Regions from separate parts of the Gossypium arboreum genome. Here region 2 is linked to region 1. Evidence: chromatin contacts called from public Hi-C data. All regions are on one chromosome and are shown on one strand. Each heading gives the region's core, a stretch centred on a gene start, on an enhancer-like site or on the middle of the called end of the contact. The rest is flanking DNA. Distances are from core to core; before and after follow the strand shown.

The links. Hi-C and Micro-C count contacts between places; a contact is called where the count stands out from the background.
Region 2: a Hi-C map of leaf shows a contact between it and region 1, with 4 times the contacts expected there. The contact joins the promoter of LOC108483983 here to the enhancer-like site in region 1. A contact is called at or near these places in 2 of 5 Hi-C or Micro-C datasets (both in leaf).

What each region holds. Positions count from the first base shown.
Region 1 is chr6:81,381,881-81,386,176 of ASM2569848v2, forward strand. LOC108486239 (type IV inositol polyphosphate 5-phosphatase 3-like) reads left to right here. Exons shown (of 13, transcript XR_008284238.1): 12 at 728-777; 13 at 1,969-2,309. Among protein-coding and RNA genes, the nearest start is that of LOC108486239, 18 kb to the left of the region's middle. Within about 2 kb of position 1,806, at least 2 of the 2 cell types and tissues checked have an H3K27ac peak or open chromatin away from gene starts, as enhancers often do. A contact at or near this core is called in leaf, where this site is marked.
Region 2 is chr6:81,703,780-81,708,075 of ASM2569848v2, forward strand. LOC108483983 (40S ribosomal protein S18) reads left to right here and starts at 2,578. Exons shown (of 4, transcript XM_017787564.2): 1 at 2,578-2,728; 2 at 2,934-3,094; 3 at 3,441-3,629; 4 at 4,285-4,296. The coding sequence starts at 2,726.

The sequences.
Region 1 (4,296 bases), core at 556-3,055:
AAATTAAGGGATTTTACAAGATTATGTAATCAAATTAAATTTAATGTTATAGATGTTATTCCCTTCAATCTTTTAAGATTAGTTTTCTTATTTAATAAGGTAGTTTATGTTTTCATATCTGCATCATTGGGCCACCCAATCTTCAAATGGATAGACTTCTCCAATAGTTCTTTACATCGAGCTAGTTCTTGTGGGTCAAATTATCCCCATGTCAATGATAGGCCTCCACGGGATGCATTGTGTGCAATGGTTACGGGCTTTGAACTGCGGCCTGTGATAAGGATATGCTTGTTTGAGAAAAGAGATAAGAAACGTGTATAGGCCAAGATCAAGAACTATGTCATTAGACGAAAGCTCTAATAATTAGAGTAACGGAAGGCTTTTGAAATAGCACCCTTGATTTATTAATAAAACCTTTATTTATGGATGTAAAGGTAGATGATTAAATTTAAAATAGAAATTCAAATAATTAATTTAAAAATAAAATAAAATAGCAATTTAAAACTAGAAAACCCAATAAGTGAAGCAAGTCTATCGATGTGGCAATTTCATCGTTTTATAGAAACCCAATAAGTTTTGGGTCGAGGATAACTTCAGCAGTTAGCATTGGCAATTTACTTGTCTATATGGTGTCCAATATTTGGAAGATATATATTGATTAAACTTGAACTTAAATATATGCTTATATTTCTTTAAATAAAATGGTTTGCTTTTCGATGCAGGATAGTTTGCTGGCAGAGCATCAAGGAATTCTAATCTATGCTTGAGACTTTGAAGGTTAGGGTGAGAGTCTACAACTCTTTATATTACCTACACCTTAGATTCATTCATTTCATTCTTTGATTTTGTTACTGTATTGTATATTTCAATCATTGTATAAATGCATCAGCACTAGGAATTTCACAAATAGGCTCTTAAACAAGAGCATATCTAGATATAGTTGAGCATATCTTTACATAATCGTTGTATCATTGTATAAGTATTAGCATAAAGTTTATCTAGATATGCTCTTCTGCTAGCAGTTTTTTCTATCTCAGAGAAAGCTGACGATGTAAAGATATTTAATCAATGCACGCTTTTTTGAAGTTGCTACTTTTTGGTGTACGCCTTTGACCTTCTGAAATTACATTCTTCTGTAATCTCTTAAATCCTGATTTCTTTCATCAATTACACAATTGAGATGAAGGAATAGGTTTTGTCAGTCATCCTAGAAAAAAACACCATTCAATCTAATCCTTAACCATCGAATCGAATTTTTATTTTCTTTTGAAAGGTACGAATTTATTAATGACAAGAGTAGCCAGTGCTTAAGCTTTTGACTGACAATTCTTCGGCCACCAAGGAGCACTGCTTTAGCTTTTGACTTCAACTGATTTAATTGTTTAATATCTTTTGCTGCTATTATCTATTAAGCTTGCGTGCGAGTATTGCTGGAGGCTAGAACCAGTGATAGAGTTATATTGTACAGAATACCATGCATATGTAATGTTTGTTGAAAAGTCTCAATAAATTTAAGCATATGAATTTGTTCATTCTCAGCACAATTTTATTGTCTTGGTTTTGTTCATTTGATATTATTAAAACTGGTGTTTGCTTAACTAGGGAATTTAAGTTTCATGCTTATGCTTGACAAAAGAAAAGAAACACAAACAAGGATCACAGTAATGTGTAATAAGAAAATGTTTAGAATTATAGCAAATTCGCTTTGAACCTTGCATTTGACTTTTATCACTTAACAAAGCTTAAGATGATTCATTATTTGCCTAGATAAAGCTTGAAGTGGCAGCCACATCACTATAACATGAGCAAAGCTCACAACCTAGATTCGTGTATCTTTCCTCTAAGATGCATAATTTAAGCCCGTAATTAGGCTGTCACTCTTGAAACTAAATTAAATAATAAAAAAAAGATAAATGCGAAAAGAACCTAATACTGACGGTATTATTACATAATTTACATATGCTTTAGGGGAAATTGGGGAAAATGACAGATTAGAAGAGGGTCAGAAGAGATGGACAGGCTATGGAAGAGGGTCGAATGAAGAGAGGGAGAAAGTGGGCCGATCTAAGACAAATAGAGTCGTTGGGCTAGAGACAAAAACAAGGGACCAAGACTGAGACATCAAGATGAAATGGTCTTGTGAGGAGGAACACTTAAGGAATCTAAGGTAGGACAATTGTTGATAAATAATACTCCGTAGTACAAGTTTGTTACTAGCAAATATGTACTATATATTTGTCATTGTAACAACTTCACAAGTTTATTTGAAATGAATATCAATTTTCTCCTTCTTCAACTTAATTCTCAAATTCTCCTCTCTTCATCTAGTCTTCTTCTTTATTGAGTTGCTTGATATCTTGGGTCACTCCGAGGTTGTGATAGATTGGTATTAAGTCACTAAAGATCCATTCTTCAAAGTTGGGTAGCCTAAGAAATAACTATCCATGACAAACAGGGCCAAATTGAGCTCCCTCGAGGAGCAGATGCATCAAGGCAAGTTGTACAGTTTTCCAAATGAAAATAAGGTTCTAATCTTGTAGGAGGAGAAAAATATATCCTTGGATGCTGAGTAGAGGTGTCCATGGGCTAGGCTCAATCGAAATTTTAAGCTCAATTGGTAGGTTTGGGTCTGGCCTGACCTAAAAAATGGGCTACTATTTTTGTCCAATCTCGACCCATATCATATATGCTAAACCCGAGTTCGGCCTGGCTCGTTTTTTACCCTAATTTCATTGATCCATTCTAATAAACCTTTGTTTCTTCTTTTTTGTCCCTTTTTTTCGATTCAATCGAAATTTAATAAGTTTAGAGTATTGTAAGAGAGAATCCAAATGATTTTTTCTTCGATCAAATTGAATTCAAATGGAATCAAAATGAATAAAAAGCAAAGCAACCAAAAAAACCCAAACTTTTGAAAGTAGTAAAAAGAGAACAAAATTGGGTTCAACTAAGGAAACGTAGATCCAAAGGGAAAGGAAGGATCGTGAAAAGGAAATGAAAGGGAACAATAGGTGAAAGATCAAAGATCCTCGCGTTCAATATTTTCTGCAAAAATAAAGAAATTAAAATAAGTGAAAAGCAGCAAAATGAAGAGAGGCAGCAGTGGAAGCCAGGACAAAGAAACAATAAGTAAGGAAAAAAAATTAGAGAATAGGTATTAAGGGGAAATAGGGGTTGGAAAGGAAAAGGGAAAGGGAAATATCAAGACTAGGCCTACTAGGTAGTGGGGAACAAGGGTAAAAAATTGGGGTTAATAAACATGGGTCGGCCCGGGCTCAGGATGAAAAATCTTTACATGAAGCCCGATTCATTTTTAAAATGGACCTTATTCCTAAACCCAAGCGTATTTCTTGGGCCTATAGTTTTACCCAAACCTTCCCATATTTTGGGTGGGCTTTTAGACCGTATCAAATGGCCCGGCGCATGGACAGGTCTAGATGCAAGACATGTGGAAACTTAGATATATCAACAAGATTCTAGAGATTTTGTTAAAAAAAAAAGATGAATCACCATCACTAGTATTTGTAAAACAAAACCTAGTCAAAAGCTTATGGTAAGAAACGCGTCTAAATAATTGCAATTGATGAACATGAAAGATACTTCTACTAATTAGATGAACTAGGAATATTATCTTCCAAACCATACCTTAACCAACCTACTATATAACCCCACTTTAATGACAAAACCACTACTGAAAGCCAGAATCCATTCATTTCTATTGAACCTCAATCGAATGAATACAACCAAAACCACCACAATCTTGACGTGTTTGCAGCTAGACTAAAGATTGAACTGCAAACCTTTGATGGAAACAATCTTAGGGGATGGTTGAAGAAATGCTGCAAATATTTCTACTTGGAGTAGCAGAGAACTAAAAAGTAGGCATTGCCTTTATGTATATAACAAAGCAAGCTAAGATTTGGTACGATGGGTACATTTTACAAAAGCATAGGGCCATGTAGTTGATTTATGTCATAGGTTTTGTGATAGAACTTTTATATTGTTGAGAATTCAATAATATAATCCAAAAAAGTTTAGTGGAAGATCATCATAAGAAATTTGAAGAATTGAAGCCCTTCATGTTACAATGCAATCTTTACTTAGAGGAAAGCTATTTTGCGTCTAGCTTTGTGAGTGATTTAAAAGAGGAGGTGAAGCACAGAGTTAAATCCCATGCTCTAGATACCTTAGTTGCTTTTTACAGGTAAGCTAAAATAATAGAACTTACCATTGAGATTGAGCACAAGAAGCATAAACAACCTTACAAGCATAATCACCATATTCTCATTCCTAGAC
Region 2 (4,296 bases), core at 1,328-3,827, 320 kb after region 1:
GAAATGGATTCAAAATTAATTCAACTTGGGTCCAATCCAATGTATCATTATTCCAATGAGTAGATCTATATCTCTACCTATGGAGTCAACTACTCCGATAGCCAAGACTAGCCATCTCCTTGTTTGGAATTGTAGATCACATAATAGTCGTTCTAGGTATTTGAATCAAACGCTCACTTTGATTCTTTTATGGAATTATAGACTCGTTTAGATTATCTAATAAAGTTTTTCTTTTCATAATGTAAATGTTCTTACAATACCGCTTATCATTAGTTTGAACTTAGTCAATCAATGAGCTTATATTTGCTTTTCATAATTTTTCTATGTATGCAAAACATAAAAGACATAAACACAAAAGGTATAATAGTGAAATGTGAAATTAACTTTATTTATTTATTTATCGTTCAAATATTATAAGTTATATGTTTACTAAAATATGGGCACATTTCCTAACAAGGGAAACCTATTTTATTACTTTAACTTCACCTTGTTCATTCAACTAATAAATTTGATAAGGATGGGGATGATTTGTAGACAGTAATTTGAATTTCTCCACTAATGTAGTAGAGGCCACATTTGCACAACTCTCGTTAGCAATAGTAATATGACACACTTTCTAGTAAATCATGCATCGTGTGTGGAACAGATCCTCATGTTGTTCATTATCCACCACCCATTGTGCATTCATATCTTGTTGAGAAATAACCAATTTTCTATCAACGAGATATTCTACAATGCCCACCTTCTTGATGAATTGGTTTTCATTAAATTTCACCCTTCTTGTTATTTGTTGAACTCGTACTAGAGGTGGTGTTTGCTCTATCATTCTTTCAAATGCTTGAGTTAATTGATTGAGTTGCTCCATCATATTTTCTTATCTTGTTTGGAGACTTAATGTTATAGCTTGCTTCAAAGAAAGTTCTTTTCCATTAGTTTGTGGCCCAACATGGTGGGTAGAAAGAAAAAGGCATCGTTCCAACTATTGAAGGACGAAATTAAAAAAAAGATTGATGGTTGGTGCATTAGGTTTCTATTGCAAAGGGGTAAAGAAAATTTTTATTAAGTCAATGCTCCAAGCCATTCCAACATACTTGATGGCTTTTTTTTTTTTTGCTGCCAAAAAATTTGTACGATGAAATGGAAAGTATTATGGCACGATTTTGGTGGCAAAAGGGGCGTGGGAGAAAGGGGATTGCGCTTTGAAAGGGGAAGGAGGTTTAGGGTTTCATAGTTTAGAGATTGGCCAAACAAGGATGGATACTTCTAAATAATCCTGATTCGTTATTAACCCAGGTTTTAAAGGAAAAATATTATCCAAGTTCCGATTTCTTAAATGCACGGGGAATTTACCCTCTTATACTTGGAAAAGTATTTGGGCTACGAGGGGTTTATTACAAGAGGGCTTATGTTGGAGAGTTGGATCGGGTGAAAACATCTCAATTGCTAAGCATGCATGGATACCAAGTTCAATTAATTAGAGACTGAATGTGAGTATGAATAATAATAGCATTTCAATGGTTTTGGAGCTGATAAACAAAAATAACAGAGAATGGAATAAAGAATTGGTTATTAATACCTTCTCGGATGTTGATACAGCTAGGATATTGAGGATTCCACTAGCGAAGGAATGCCATGATGACTTGGTGGTCTGGTATGGTGAACCTTTCGGTGACTTTTCTATTCAGAACACTTATAAACTATTACAACCAAGTACTCTAAGCCCTAATTTTAATGATTTACATACCACCTCTAGAGACTTTTACAGACAGCTATGGAACCTACAGCTTCCAACAAAGCTAAAAATTACAATTTGGAGAATATCTAGAAATTTTATTCCTACACTAGTTAATTTGAATCATAAACAACTAGTAGCGAATATGGCTTGCCTGAGATGTGAGGGGGCAAATGAGAATCTAGACCACGTCCTCCGAGAATGTCCTATTTCAGTTGAAGCTTGGTCAATTTTAAACCATTCCTGTAACTAAACCAAATCTGGAACCAGACTAATTTGGAGCCTCTTGTGGGTAAGGTTTGGAGAGGGGAATGATTGTTTTGAAACATGAAGATGGAGAAACGCTTCCTTGGTAACTGAAATCATCGAGATTGAAAAGAAAGAAATGAAAGGTTGGCACGATTTCAAGTATTAAATGTGATTGGGCTAAAGCTTTATCTTTTATTTATTATTTTAAAAACTTTGGTTTATTTGTTTTTTTTATTTTTTTGATTCTAGTTTCCTTTTTTAAATTCCAGGGTGACATGTTGAGCTTAGTGATATGTATTCTAGTTTATGTTTTAATAAAGCCAAGTCTATTTGAATTTAAAAAAAAAGAAAGAAATGTATTCTAGTTTATGTTTTAATAAAGCCAAGTTTATTTGAATTTAAAATAAAAAAGAAAATTAACTAGTTAAAATTAATATTTATTTTTAATTGATTAAAAATTTTCAACAACTATTATGATAGTACAGGGGAATCGAATTATAATAGTATTGGGTGAAATCGGTGTAATGGTGAGTTTTAAAGGACCGGAAAAATTGGGCCTTATGACAACAGTGCACTAATTTTCTCTTCAGCCCAAAATCCAACTAAAAAACCCTAGGAGTTGCTATGAACCACTATAAATACGTTTGTTAGAGGAATCCTTTAAAACCCTAACTTGGCCTCCTCTGTTTATTCGCTTCAGCTCATCACTTCCCGTGCTCTCTCGTCCTCCCTCACCAAATCAAAATGGTAATTGTGATTCCATCTTTCTAATTACAATTCCATATTTTTCTTGATCTGATTCACTGTTTTTTTTTTTTAATCTAAATTTCCTTTTCCTTTTTTCTCCCTTTTCGGGGATGGTTTTTTCTTGGTTTGAATTAGGGTTGATGTTTTGTTTCTAACATTATTGCTTTTAACTCTTTCTTCTTCTTTTTTGTGTGTGTATGTACAGTCTCTGGTGGCGAACGAAGACTTTCAGCACATTTTGCGTGTGCTGAACACCAACGTTGATGGAAAGCAGAAGATTATGTTTGCTTTGACCTCCATCAAGGGTATTGGAAGGCGTTTCGCTAACATTGTTTGCAAGAAGGCTGATGTCGACATGAACAAGAGGTATCTTTTATTATGAAAATTTAGATGCAAGGAGCTTGCCTATTTTATATCAATTTTGGGCTTAAGTGGGAACCGATAAGATGTCGTATAGCTCAAAGCTTAGAAAAAAAACATATAGTAGATGATTTTGTTTTTTGGGTATTTCAGGTTGAAACGGTTACTTTTGTCATTGATATGAATTGATTCATATGTGGAAGAAGATTATGATTTCTTATTTTTTTCTATCTAAAACTTTCGACTATGTTCTAGGCTTCAATTATGTATAGGCTTGTGGCATGAGGAGTCATGTTATTCAGTTTTTTTTTTTTTGAGCTTTTGTGCAACTTTGCTGATTTTTTTTTATTAGGGCTGGTGAATTGACTGCACAGGAGCTGGACAATCTCATGACCATTGTTGCAAACCCCAGGCAGTTTAAGATACCTGACTGGTTTTTGAATAGGCAGAAGGATTACAAGGATGGGAAGTATTCCCAAGTTGTGTCTAATGCTCTCGACATGAAGTTGAGAGATGACTTGGAGCGATTGAAGAAGATCAGGTTAGTACTTCGTTCTTGCTAATCTGTGCTTTGAGTTTATCTTTTCCCATTTTTGCTGTATGTTCCAAATGTTTGATGCTTAAAATGATACGATCAGGCCAACTGTATCTATGCTTTAGTATTTCTGTTTAATTTGAGTTCATGGTTCCTCATCGTATATCAATTTACTATAAGCAACTGCTTTCACATTCTCAGTGAAGTTCTTTCAAACGTTTGACTAAATGATTTGGGCAACTTATTTGGGGCTCATTTCTGTAGCTTTTAATTTTTTATTATTTATTATCCTTTTTTATGCTTAAGAATCTACATGTATCATTTCTCGATTCGAGTTGTCTCCTAAAAATCTTTTAAATTTGTTTGGCTGGCAAGTTATTATCAAAATGGTAGGTGTATTATTGTGGTTATCTTGTTTGACGTTTTTAGTTGATTAAGATGAGAGGAATTGAATAACCATTGATGTGGTTTGGGTCAAAAGTGAAAAATCTAAAATCATACATGTTTAATTCACGATTTGCTGCATTCTCTTTTTATGTGCCATTTTCTGTGGTTAAACAGATTCAACGGATTCTATGTAAGTAGTTTGCATCTTGGTCGATTGTCCATCTGGCTGTTGGGATGTGGTGTGACAGCTAACACGTGAAATAATGTAATGCAGGAACCACCGTGG